Linked DNA regions of Mus musculus: region 1 is linked to region 2. A link is a contact called in public Hi-C data. All regions are on one chromosome and are shown on one strand. The core of a region is the stretch at or near the end of the contact, and the rest is flanking DNA. Distances in the headings are between cores, read along the strand shown. Region 1 holds the start of 2900009J06Rik (RIKEN cDNA 2900009J06 gene). Region 2 overlaps Mgat5 (mannoside acetylglucosaminyltransferase 5).

Evidence for each region. Hi-C and Micro-C count contacts between places; a contact is called where the count stands out from the background.
Region 1: a Hi-C map of regulatory T cells shows a contact between it and region 2, with 7 times the contacts expected there. The contact joins the promoter of 2900009J06Rik here to the enhancer-like site in region 2. A contact is called at or near these places in 2 of 39 promoter capture datasets (hippocampal neurons and pre-B cells), 8 of 484 Hi-C or Micro-C datasets (B cells, CD8 T cells, Th1 cells and 5 more), 2 of 115 datasets of contacts at active chromatin or transcription factors (extraembryonic endoderm stem cells and microglia) and 2 of 9 other capture datasets (liver and macrophages).

What each region holds. Positions count from the first base shown.
Region 1 is chr1:127,770,017-127,775,539 of GRCm38.p6, forward strand. 2900009J06Rik (RIKEN cDNA 2900009J06 gene) reads right to left here and starts at 4,038. Exons shown (of 2, transcript NR_045298.1): 1 at 3,912-4,038. Ccnt2 (cyclin T2) reads left to right here and starts at 4,148. Exons shown (of 9, transcript NM_028399.1): 1 at 4,148-4,369; 2 at 5,085-5,166. The coding sequence starts at 4,212.
Region 2 is chr1:127,227,045-127,233,077 of GRCm38.p6, forward strand. All of the region lies in intron 1 of Mgat5 (mannoside acetylglucosaminyltransferase 5), which reads left to right. Among named protein-coding and RNA genes, the nearest start is that of Mgat5, 25 kb to the left of the region's middle. Within about 2 kb of position 3,682, at least 44 of the 459 cell types and tissues checked have an H3K27ac peak or open chromatin away from gene starts, as enhancers often do. A contact at or near this core is called in CD8 T cells, hematopoietic stem and progenitor cells, pre-B cells and 1 more, where this site is marked.

The DNA.
Region 1 (5,523 bases), core at 2,788-5,287, 540 kb after region 2:
TTGTTTTCTTTTTTCCACTTTATGGGGTGGTTCCATTTGTATTCAGGAGAGGTCTCTCCTCAGGTAATTTCTCTCTGGAAAGGCATCAAGGACACACCCAGATGGGTGTTGTAATAATCTACCAGGCTTTTCTTAATCTACTCAATGACAGTCAAGACCAACCATAGTATACAACTGCTTCATTACCACAAGGGACCTGACTATTCAATGTCATATATATATATATATATATATATATATATATATATATATATATATATATATACAGATGTTACAGTAGTGTTAAAGGCTCATTAAGAGAAATGTGGTAGAATTTCTGGTCTAAATAGAGTCCTACAATTCCAACTGGGCTGGAATCAGATCCCCTTCTGAACGGTGGGCTCATTCTGTGTGCTAAATGGACAGAAGAAATTACACCTTCAATAATAATATGTACTTTTCTTTCCCAGACTCTCTGCCCTCTACATAGTTGCTTAAGGACCACAACCACACAACTTCATTAACCCTACTTTTCTAAATTCTCAGTCAAAAAGCATACTTTCCCTTTTCTTTTTGCTTCTAATACTTGCCAAATCCTAAATTCTAATACATGCTTACAAACATGCACGCACGCGCACACACACACACACACACACACACACACACACACACACACACACACAATTCCTCATCCTGTTAGCTTACAGCATGGCTTTTTCTTTCTCCTCTCTATCTTCCTCCTCCAGGTAGATGCCAAGGTTTATAGCTTGCTGACCCTGGGATTTTTTTTTCTTTCTTTTTAAATTCTAATGAAGCTGTCCTTGAACTTTCTTCTGAGTCTTTTACATTTTTTTATTAGTGACACTAAGAAGCCTGTGGATGGATTGCAATTTCCCAGGTAACATGGAGCACCCCAGTGGAGCACCCCAAAACTTCGAGAAACATAGTAAATGTTCATATTCATCTTTTTTTTTTTCAAGACAGGGTTTCTCTGTATAGCCCTGGCTGTCCTAGAACTCACTCTGTAGACCAGGCTGGCCTCGAACTCAGAAATCCGCCTGCCTCTGCCTCCCAAGTGCTGGGATTAAAGGTGTGCGGCACCACTACCCAGCTCATATTCATCTTGACAAGAACTTTCTTCCACGTGCCAGAGAGGCAGGATGATCAAGACACTGGGGCTACAGCTGTAAACAAAAGGGGTGAGATTTCTTTTCTGCAATTTGAGAAGTAAGAAGCTTTAAGGAGGAGGAAGGAGAATATGGAATAAGAGAAGGAACAGGACAGAGGGAATTATTCTATTACTGGATACCTTCAAGACATTAAAGATGTGATGGCAACTAGGAGACAGATGGGAAGTAAAATGTTCATTTGTAGAGCCAAAGAAAGCCTCTCTAAAGAGGACTTTGAGACTAAATGAGATTGGCTGGCCATGAAGAGACTTCGTGCATGGCAACAGTACAAAGCTGCTGAGGCTGGGGTGCGATAGTAGCTGGAGATTATGGGCAAGCAAGCGTGGAAGGAGAGGAAGCCAGAAATGTGGCCTGGTCAGTAGGCTGTAGTGAAACATTTATATTAAATCTTATAGGAAGCTGTCAAATTTTGTTCCTAGCAGAATAGTAGATATTTAAGCCTTGTGGCAGGAGAGGTCAGGGCAAGGAAGACTACTGTGGATGGACATGAGAAGGTAGAGAGTCTTAGGGTACAGTGACAAGATCATGTGAAGCCAATTATAGAAGTGCTACGGAAAGCCAAGGTCAGTTGTATCAAAAAGGAATGCAAGCTGGGGCTGGAAAGATGTGGCTCAAAAGCTCCAAGCATTTTCAGCTCTTTCGGAGGACCCAAGGTTTAGACCCCAGCACCCATTATGTAGCAGCTCAGGACTCAGGCCGCAGGAAATCTGGCACCACTGTGGGCACCATGCTTACATGTAGTGCACATTCATACATGCAGGCACTCAAGCATACAATGAAGACGTGTTTAAAATGTAAAGAAGGAGTGAAGCTTCAATGCTCAGTGGATAAAAGTGACTGCCACCAAGACTGATGATCTTAGTTCAATCCCCATGGTCCACGTGGTAGGTGAGAAGAGTCCTCAAGTCAACTTCCAACCTGTACATATGTGCTTTGGCATGCCCGCAGCAACATGTGCCCTGCCGCAACATGCACAACTGAAGAAAACAGAAAGGACAGATCTGCTTACTGTGTGTTTCTTTTGTATTGTATTATATAAGACACTTCGTACAATATTGAAAGGAGTCAACAGAGAGGGCACAGACTTGCCTTGTCCTTAATCTTATATGGAAGCCACCTTAACATCAAGTGCCATGCTGGCTGTTGTCTTCTGTAGATGTTATAAAGTTGAAAAGCTCTCCTCCATTTCTACTTTTCTCTTTTTTATCATTAGGACTGAGTGTTGTAGAAAGGCACTTATAGAATGTTACTTTAAATCAATCTAGGAACATCTAGGTAACAAGATGAGAGATCTTGTTATATCTATAACAAGGTATTATTTAGGTGGCTGTTCACAATAACCACCTACAATAATCAAAACACTAGCATAGCACAATAGAGCAGGCAGTAGGCTGAGGCAGGAACCCCCAAATCCTGACAAATGAAAGCCTCAAGTTTTAATCACAAACACACTAGCCCTTTTATTTATTTTCATTTTAAGGAATTTTTAGATAGGGTCATTTTCTTTACAGCTGTTTATTGTGCATGAGTGTGCACACGCATGTGTGCCACTGAGCACGTGTGAAGGTTAGAGGACAATTTGTAGCATTTGGGTCTTTCCCTCTACCATATAGGTGGGGAGTGAACTCAAGTTGTCCGGCTTGGCAGCGTTGCCTTTAGCTGGTCGGCCATTTCAACAGCCCTCGTTGGCTTTTTAAAAGCCAGTTTTCGATAACTGACTGCAGTCTTCAGAAAATACTTAAAAACTAAAGTGTAATTTGGTCATATACAATAGGCATTAACTCAGAGGCAGATAACATGTAAACAAATGAGTGGTGCTTCCTTACAAAAAGATGGAAATAAATCATCAGTTATAAGAGACCTTACTTTATAAAATCCTAAACAATTTTTTTCTTAGCTTCTCTTGCACTCATTTGTTAGACTGTTGGCCTAGTATGCCTAAGGCCCTCTGCTCCAGCACTTCAACCAAGATGCGGCACACCAGCCTATAATCCCTGCACTTTGTTTCTGGACAACCTGAGTTACAGCGTTCTGCTTCTCCCCAACCATCCCCCAATCTCAACCCGCAGAAACCACACAGACCTTCAAAACCATACACCCCATCTGGATGGAAGGCCTAGAGAGTCATGACCTCCAATTATTAACTTCATATTGTTTGACAGGTAACTTAATAAGAAAGATATCTGCAGAGTGATGCCACTGGCCTTGTAATCCCAGCACTTCCGAGGGGGAAGCAAGAGGACAGTAAATCCAAGGTCATTCTTGGCTACAAGAGTGAACACAAAGCCAGTCTGGGACACATGGCACATCGTTTTAAAACAACCCATACCCCTTGAGTGGCTTTAGGTTTAAAGTAACGTTTTAAAGGCGCATGCTCCCCAACATCTACTAGCGATTTAAAAAACAAAACCAAAAAACCCAGAAGACACTGTTAGTTCACTGCTAGAATTAGCGTTCTTTCCTAGCTAACTCCTCCGGAGGGTAGCCATTCGTGGACACAGGAGTCAACAAAGCTAAGAAAATACACCCACCAACATGTAAGAAAATGGAAGCTACAGCACGAAGCCGAGACTAGAAAAGCCTTTTCTGACTTTAACGCACCCGCAAACTCACAGACCACAAAATAAACCGTTTAGTTGAAAGCTAACGTCCAAGCCCTATTAGGCAGCCTCAGGACCTCTTCCCTGTTCGCCCCGCCCCTTCCCCTTAGCCCCTCCCAGATCCAGCATGCACCGCGTCGACCTTTTCTTTCCGAGTGACCCCCACTTTACGGCGTCTCCCAATGACAAGAGGCGCAGAGCATTGTGGTCCCGCGGGTCCGAGAGAGAGAAAGGGGAGGGAGGCCGGAAAGAGAAAGCAAAAGACCAGCGCGAGCCGGCAGGGCGGGTCCCTGCGCGTGCGCGTGGGTAGCAGCAGGCCCGGAAAAGGCGTGGCCCACCCTACGGAGAGCACATTGGGGCGGGGCCTCGACACATTGGCGCGGAGTCCCGGAGGCAGGCGGGGAGGGGGCGGGCTCAGGGCGCGGGCGGAGGAGGAAGTGTCATGGCGTCGGGCCGTGGAGCTTCTTCTCGCTGGTTCTTTACTCGGGAACAGCTGGAGAACACGCCGAGCCGCCGCTGCGGAGTGGAAGCGGATGAAGAGCTGTCGCATCGCCAGCAGGCGGCCAACCTCATCCAGGACATGGGGCAACGTCTCAATGTGTATCCTTTTTCTAGTTGCGGCCCTGCGTCCCACACGCCCTGGTCGCGCTCGCCGGGTGACCGGGCCTAGTGTCCCGGGAACATGGCGCCGCTCCCTTTGCCGTCTTTTGATCTCGGGAAAGACACAGAGAAAGCTAGGGCCCGAGCTGCCGTGGCGAGCCGGAGAAAGAGGAGATGTGCCGGGGAAGGCGGGCCGGGAGCCCGCGTTGTATAACCTGTGTTTGGGAGCGCGTGATGCGGGAGGGAATAGCAGTGCTTCCCTGGCGAGAGAGGAGGAATCCGGGATGAGCAAAGCCAAGGGGCGGCCCCTTCCACTTTCGGAAGTCAGAAAAGGCCTTGAGACGTAGAGAGGTCGCAGATGTTCCACGGAAAGTGTTTTCCGAGGCTTCCGTGCCGGCTCCAGGGCGGCTCTGTTGCGCCGGGGGAACGCACGTAGATGTTTCATGTTCTTTGGGTGTGTGGCGCGCGCCTTTCGACTACTTTATTTCTACTGTACTAAGCTGTAACCTAATTGCAAATAATTCCTGGGCTCTCCCTACGTAGCGTATTAGAATAATTTGGCATCCAGACTGATTTCTCTTCTCCCCGCAGACTTTCTGCATACTTTCAGGTTGAGGATTGGATTTGAGTAAATGGAAAGGGGATTTTTCCATTCAAATTGATTTAGTTTTTGGAAACATTTTGCTTAGATTATTTTCTAAACGTTGCATCCCAGCTCTCAGCTTACAATAAACACTGCGATTGTTTATATGCACAGGTTTTATATGCACCATTCCTTCACCAAATTCAACAGAAATGTAAGTACTGTTTTATTGTTTTAGACGCCGAATGTTAAAATGAGTAGATAATGCGAAAACAAGTTAGTTGATCGTTGTTTTTACTTATAAATTGAGCGTTCTACGTTTACTATAAATGTGAGTTATGCAATAAACGTTTTGCCTCGTGCAGAGGAGTGTGTGTGAGAGAGAATTTTATTAATTAAGCTGTAAAGCACAGTGTTAGCCTTTTGTTGTTGGATTTGTTGGGGAGGGGGGTGTTGTTTTGTTTTGAGACAGGGTCTCACTTGTAAGTCTGGCTGTCCTGGACCTAAATATGTAGACCAGGCTGGCCTTGAACTCAAAAGAGATATCTACTACCTCTGACTCCCCAGTGCT
Region 2 (6,033 bases), core at 2,432-4,931:
ATGTCATTAGCTCTGGTTTCTTTGGTTGTGGACTCTGAGGCTCCAACTCAGGTTTTTGTGTTTGCGTGGCAAGACATTTCCTGGCTGAGATATCTCCCTACTCTCCCCGTTAGGTTAGTGTCTCATGTGAGGAGTATCTAAGGTTCTTTCACTGAGCAGCTCACGTCTGTCAGGAGCTCTATATACCTAGCCCTCATTGGCTTGAGAAAGCAAGACATTCAGCAGATACATTGATTAAAGAGTGATTTTTTTTTTTTTTTAGTCTTGTATGTGTTCATGTGTGTGAAGGCAGGTACACTCCTGAAAGCAAGGTAACCCATGGGGAATCAGTCAGCTCGCTCCTTTGACCTTTGACCTTGCTTGCAGTATTCTCTCATTCGCCACTCCATTCTCCAGGACAGCTGTCCCACAAGCCTCCAGGCCTTCCTCTGTCCTCTGCCTTCCGTTCTGTCACTGGAGCTGGGATCACAGATTCACACATAGCTCCAGGCTTCATGTTCGTGCTGCTGATGCAAACTCAAGTCCTCACACATGTGTGGCAGTGCTTTATTCACTCAACTGTCTTCTCAGGACCAGTGAATTTACTTCACAGGCTGGTTTGAATGAGAATGGACTCCCCCAACCCCCATTATCTGGGTCATTACCTTAAAAAGCAAGATAAGAATTCAAAACAAAACCCAACATTGTATGAGACCCAAGAGTGGAGTTGATCTCTAGTGTTATGTTCTAAGTCATGACATGGAGGCAGAGGTTTAAGAAGAGTAGCCTGTTAAAACTTGATTCACACCTATAATTGAACATCTAGTGTTGGGACAGAAACTAAAATGTCCCTACTGGGGACTTAGAGCAAGCAGGTGGACTGGGACAGTTGAGCTGTGTGGACCTTTTTGTCTTTGACTTTGAGGGCTATGGCTTGGCCTTCCACAGCCAGACTCATGGGGGCCTTTTGAGCCTTAGCACTCAAAATACTGAGCACCCCTCCTCCAAAGTATGAAGAATATAACTTCTGGTCATAGAGGAGTCCTGTCCTGTAAAGGTCCCCAAGTGGGCTGTGGCAAGCTCCAGGATCACCCCTGCTCTGTGAAACTGATTCCAGGCAGAGCACAGCCAGCTCTGGTCCTCTTTGTGGAGGGCCATGTTTTCTCTGGAAACATGGGAGCCACCAATCAGAAGACAGAAAAGAAAGTGTGGGTAGAGGAGGGGCGGAAGTAGAAATGAGAAAAAAGGGCAGGGTGGTGGCTCACAGTAGCTGTGACCAGGGGGCACTGGAAGCCACAGAACATCTGTGTGGCCATGGGTAACCCAGGGCTGTCTTGATTAGGTCTTAAGACTTAAGTGAGACATCATATGACCCCTGGGGCTGCTGTGTTCTCTACCACACTGTTCTGCCACAGTGGGCAAGTTGGGCCACATGATAGATACCAGTATGACTTCTTGCTTTGAAAGTCTTGGATTCCAACTGAGGAACAGCCTGGGGGGTGTGTGTGGCATCTCTACATTTACAGAGGGGCTTTTGTGGCGGCAGGCCTGGGCACCCTACTCACAGCCAGGGCAGGGCCCATGATAAACAGTCTCCTGACTCTGGGAGCAGAGATGAGATGATTCCAAAGCAGCTGGGCCACACTAGCCGAAGATACACACCCTTTACACAGACTTTAACTACTAGCTGCCAATCAAAACCGGTTAAAAGTCAAAAGGTACGGCTCTTCTGGTTTTATAGATGCCAAAACTGAGACTAGAGAAATATTTTGTCCCAGATTTGCCAAGGAGCAGGTAGGAGAGCCAGAGGCATCAACCATAGGAGCCTGAGCAGCTGTGGGAGGTAGGTAGCAATCACAAGTTCTCTCTGTCTTTATTACTAGATTGTTAAACTATCTGAGGCTGCAATATGTTGCGTGTGTGTGCTCGCACATGTGCGAGGGAGCGCTCTCCAACTCATTTAAGATGCACATGTGCAAGTGCACCTGGAGGCCAGAGGCCAGTCTGCAGCGTTTGCTCTTCCAGAACTGTCTTACCTACTTAACTTTCTTAATTCTAACTGGAATTTGGGCTGGAGGTGTATCTCAGTGATAAAGTATTTGCCTAACACATGCAGACAGTACCAGCAAAAAGAAAACAAAACAAATGTGAACTGGGTCTTGGGTAGCCCAGATGACCTTGAACTCACTGTGTAGTTTAGTCTGCAAGCTGTGGATGACCTTGACCTTCGGACTTCCCTTCTTCCACATCCCAAGGATGGGATGGCATTACTCTGCCAGATTTATTTGTTGCTGGGGATTGAAACTCAGGACTTTGTGTGTGCTAGGTATGCATTCTACCTAGATTTGGATTTCTGATAGCTCTTCTGGTCACAGGGTTAAAAGGGGGCAGAGCAGGAATAAGGTTTGAGGAAGACTGTTGCAGGGGTTTTGAGGAGAAACTGTGGGGTCCTGTAATGGGATGGGAAAATTTGGGGCATTCTATATTCAAATCCTCCTAGGAATGCCCTCCTCAGCCCCCATATTCCTGCGTAGTCTTCCAGTATCCGCTTGCAGTCAGAGCTCGAAGGGTGAATGGTACCCTTGGAAAGGTTTTATTAAGGAAGTGTTGGCATTTTGAAAAAGTCTTACACTTACAAATTGAGCCAGAAGGCAGGCAGTGTTGTGGGAATGTGCCAGTGTCCAGAGAGGTCTGGGGCTGCCTGAGCAAGCAGGACCAAGGGGTTTGTGGGATTTAATCCTAACGGTGTGCTCATAGTATTGAACCCTTATAGCATGCCTAACATGGACATGTTAGGAACCTAGGATATTCACTTGCTCTTCATGAAAGAGCTATGAGATAAATGACTTCCAATCCCTGTTACGAGAGAGAGAGAGAGAGAGAGAGAGAGAGACAGAGAGAGAGAGAGACAGAGGGAGGGGAGAGAGGGAGAGGAGGGGCACAGCAGGCCAAGTCACACATTGCTTAAGGCCACCCACATCATTTGACTAGGGGCATAGGAGAGAGAATTTTACTGTTATTATTATTACTATTATTATTGGTTTTGCCCTTAATGTCATATATATGTATTTTGTGCCTACATACAGTTCAGGAACCACATGTGAGAAAAAGCATACTAACTTTGTCTTTTTGAAACTTGCTTAATATTGCCTCCAGGTGTATCCATTTTTCCACGAACTTTGCTCTTCTTTATGGGTGAAAATTCCATTGTGTGTACAAACCACATATTTTTTCTATCTGTTCTTCTGCTGTTAGGCTCCTAGGTTGATTCCATAACTTAGGTATTGTGCACAGTACTGCAGGAAACACTGATATGTGAGGATATCTGTGATATGTTGGTTGGGAATCTTACGGGGAAATACCCAGGAATGGTACAGCTGGGTCATATAGAAGACATGTTTGTAGACTCAGACGCTACAAAGGAAGGAAGGTGTTCTTGGCATTAGGAGGAAGAATCAAAGGAAATATGCACTTGTTTATTTTAGAAGATGAGATAGTTTTTCACAGGTCTAAACTGAGCCCAGCTTAGGGAGTGGGCTAGAGGCAGGAAAGAGCCTCGTGGTCTCAGGAATAGATATGGACTGTGATCCAAAAACATGAGAGGGAGGGTGGAGGGGGAAGCATACTCAGGCAGATAGACAGACACACTGACCAACCAGTGAAACATGGCAGGAAGTGCATTTGACTTCACTGGCAGGAAACACCCAAAGAGGTGAATCCACAGAGACAGGAAGCAGAGTCCTCCTTCCCGAGGGCAGGGGGAGTAGGTAAGAGGGACTTTTTAATGGCCCAAGTTTTCTTTGGGGGGTTTGTATTAATTAAGTTTCCTGTTGTGGTGACCACATGACTTACAGTTTGAGGGTGCAGTCCGTTATGGGGGAGTCATGGCTTTTAGGAGCATAAGGAGCTGGTTTCCTTGATCTGCAGACTGGACGGAGACGTGAACACAGGCGGTTGGCTCACTTTTTCCTTTTAACTCAGTCCTGGATCCCAGTCCATGGGATAATTCTGTGCCCATTCAGGGATAGGCTTCCCTTTCTAGTTAAACTTTTCTGGAAACAACTCACAGAGACAGGCAGAACTTGTCTGCCTAGTGATTCTCAGTCGAATCAGTTGGTAACAAGGCTTAACTATTACAGGGCAGTGGAAATGTGTGGTGAACATATTATATACCGCTGATGCTTAATCTTTTTTTTATGATGCTGAGGATTGAGCCCTGGATCCTTTGCTGCTAGATCAAGTGCTCCAATATGGAGCTTGTGTATGCCTCAGCTCTGAACTGTCTGTCTCCTTTCAAAGGATCAATCCATATTATAGGAATTCTATTTCAATAAGACATTTGAAGGATGCACAAGTAGACAAGAACAAAGTGGGTCATCTCTTTCCTTGTTTGGTTCCTGTTACCTAAGTGGCTTTATTCTGATCATCTTCCAACCCCAGATGGATGTGTTCTTGTCTACTGGCATAAATGTTTGGTGAGATTCAGTGGTGGGAGTAAGTACTCCTTGTGCTTATTCAGCAAATGTTACAATAGATGAAAGATTGGTCGAGTCCGTGGATGAAGTTTTAAAACGATGGCTGAGGATGATGAGAAATGGAGGTAGCGGAGGACAAGGGGAAAAAAAAAAAAAACCAAAACAACTGTTACTAAGCTGGAAGGCCTGCTGAAGAAGACCAGGGCATGAGGTAACCTGGTAACTGGTGTTTCTATGGCTACCACATGCTCCTTTTTCCCTCACCCCCACCCCTCTGGTGCTGCTGAGGTGTCTGACTGCAGTAGAGAAGGTAGATTGGCTGTAGAAGGTGGGGCATTGTGCTTGACCACAGTGGTGAGACCGGAGACCTGATGGAGTGGAGGACTTCGGGAAGACTCGGGTCAGAAACCTGATGAATAGAGTGAAGAACTACAGAAAAATTTGGAAGGCAGTGGATGCAGAACTCTATGGAAGGAGAATAGCCCAGGAGTCCTGAGAGCCGAGTCCTGGACAGTGAACCAGGAAGTGTGCTAGCCACCTGGCTCAGGTACCGTGAAGGTCAAAGCCATTGGATTCCAAGCAAGAACAATATTGCAAGTCCAAGACAGTGGGTTCTAAAATTTGCCATTCATAAGAACCCTTTTGGATATGGGAAGAAGATAGGGAAGTGTCCATTTATTCCCCACTAAAACTAATGCTTTAAGATATAATTTCATAAATTGACAGTAGTATGTGTTTTGTTTTAAATAAATTAATGTACACTAGGTGGGAGCCTGTGCTTATATCTGGCCAGTGGGATGTATGACTCCGTCTAGAAAGCCTCTGGCTGGCTGGCCCAGTCCTTGATGGTGGGAGACCAGACTTAGTGGCTTGTGTAGACAGACACCATGCTTCTCTGTATCTCCCCATGGTTGGCAGCTAAGGCGCTCTTAGGGAGAGGCCATGAGGTTACCCTGCTTCTGGCTCTTTCCAAGCCTACTGTGTGGAGACCATCGTATTTACTTACTGACTTCTGCTATGCTGGGCATGGACTCCCCTGTCTCTAGACTGGGATTTGCAGAGATTCTTAGCCTTTTGCAGGTACTCAGTCTCGAGCCTACACACTCAGCAGAAGGTCTATAGTTTTAGATTCTAGCCCTCCTTCTGCTGTTTCTCTCCCTCTCTTCCTTCTCCTTCCCCATTCCTTGCCTTCCTTCTCCTCCCCTCCCCTCCTCTCTCCTCCCCCCTCTTCCTCCCTCCTCTTCCCCAATCCTCCTCCTCTCTCCTCCCCCCTCCTCCCATTCCTCCCTCCCCTCTCTTCTCCATTCTTCTTCCTTTCCTGCCTCCCTCCTTCTTTTCTCTGTCTTTCCCTCCTCCCTCACCTTCATTTCTTCTTCTGTGCCTCCCCTCCTTTCTTTCCCTCTTCCTTTTTTTTGTATGTACATTGATTTTTTTTTTATCCTTTAAGGATTACCACCCCTCCCCCCAACACACACACACACACACACACACACACACACACACACACATTAGGAACCCAGGGTCCAGTCTTGCTGAATTTTGAAACTTGATCTAGAAGTAAACCCTAAGCTTTGAGGGG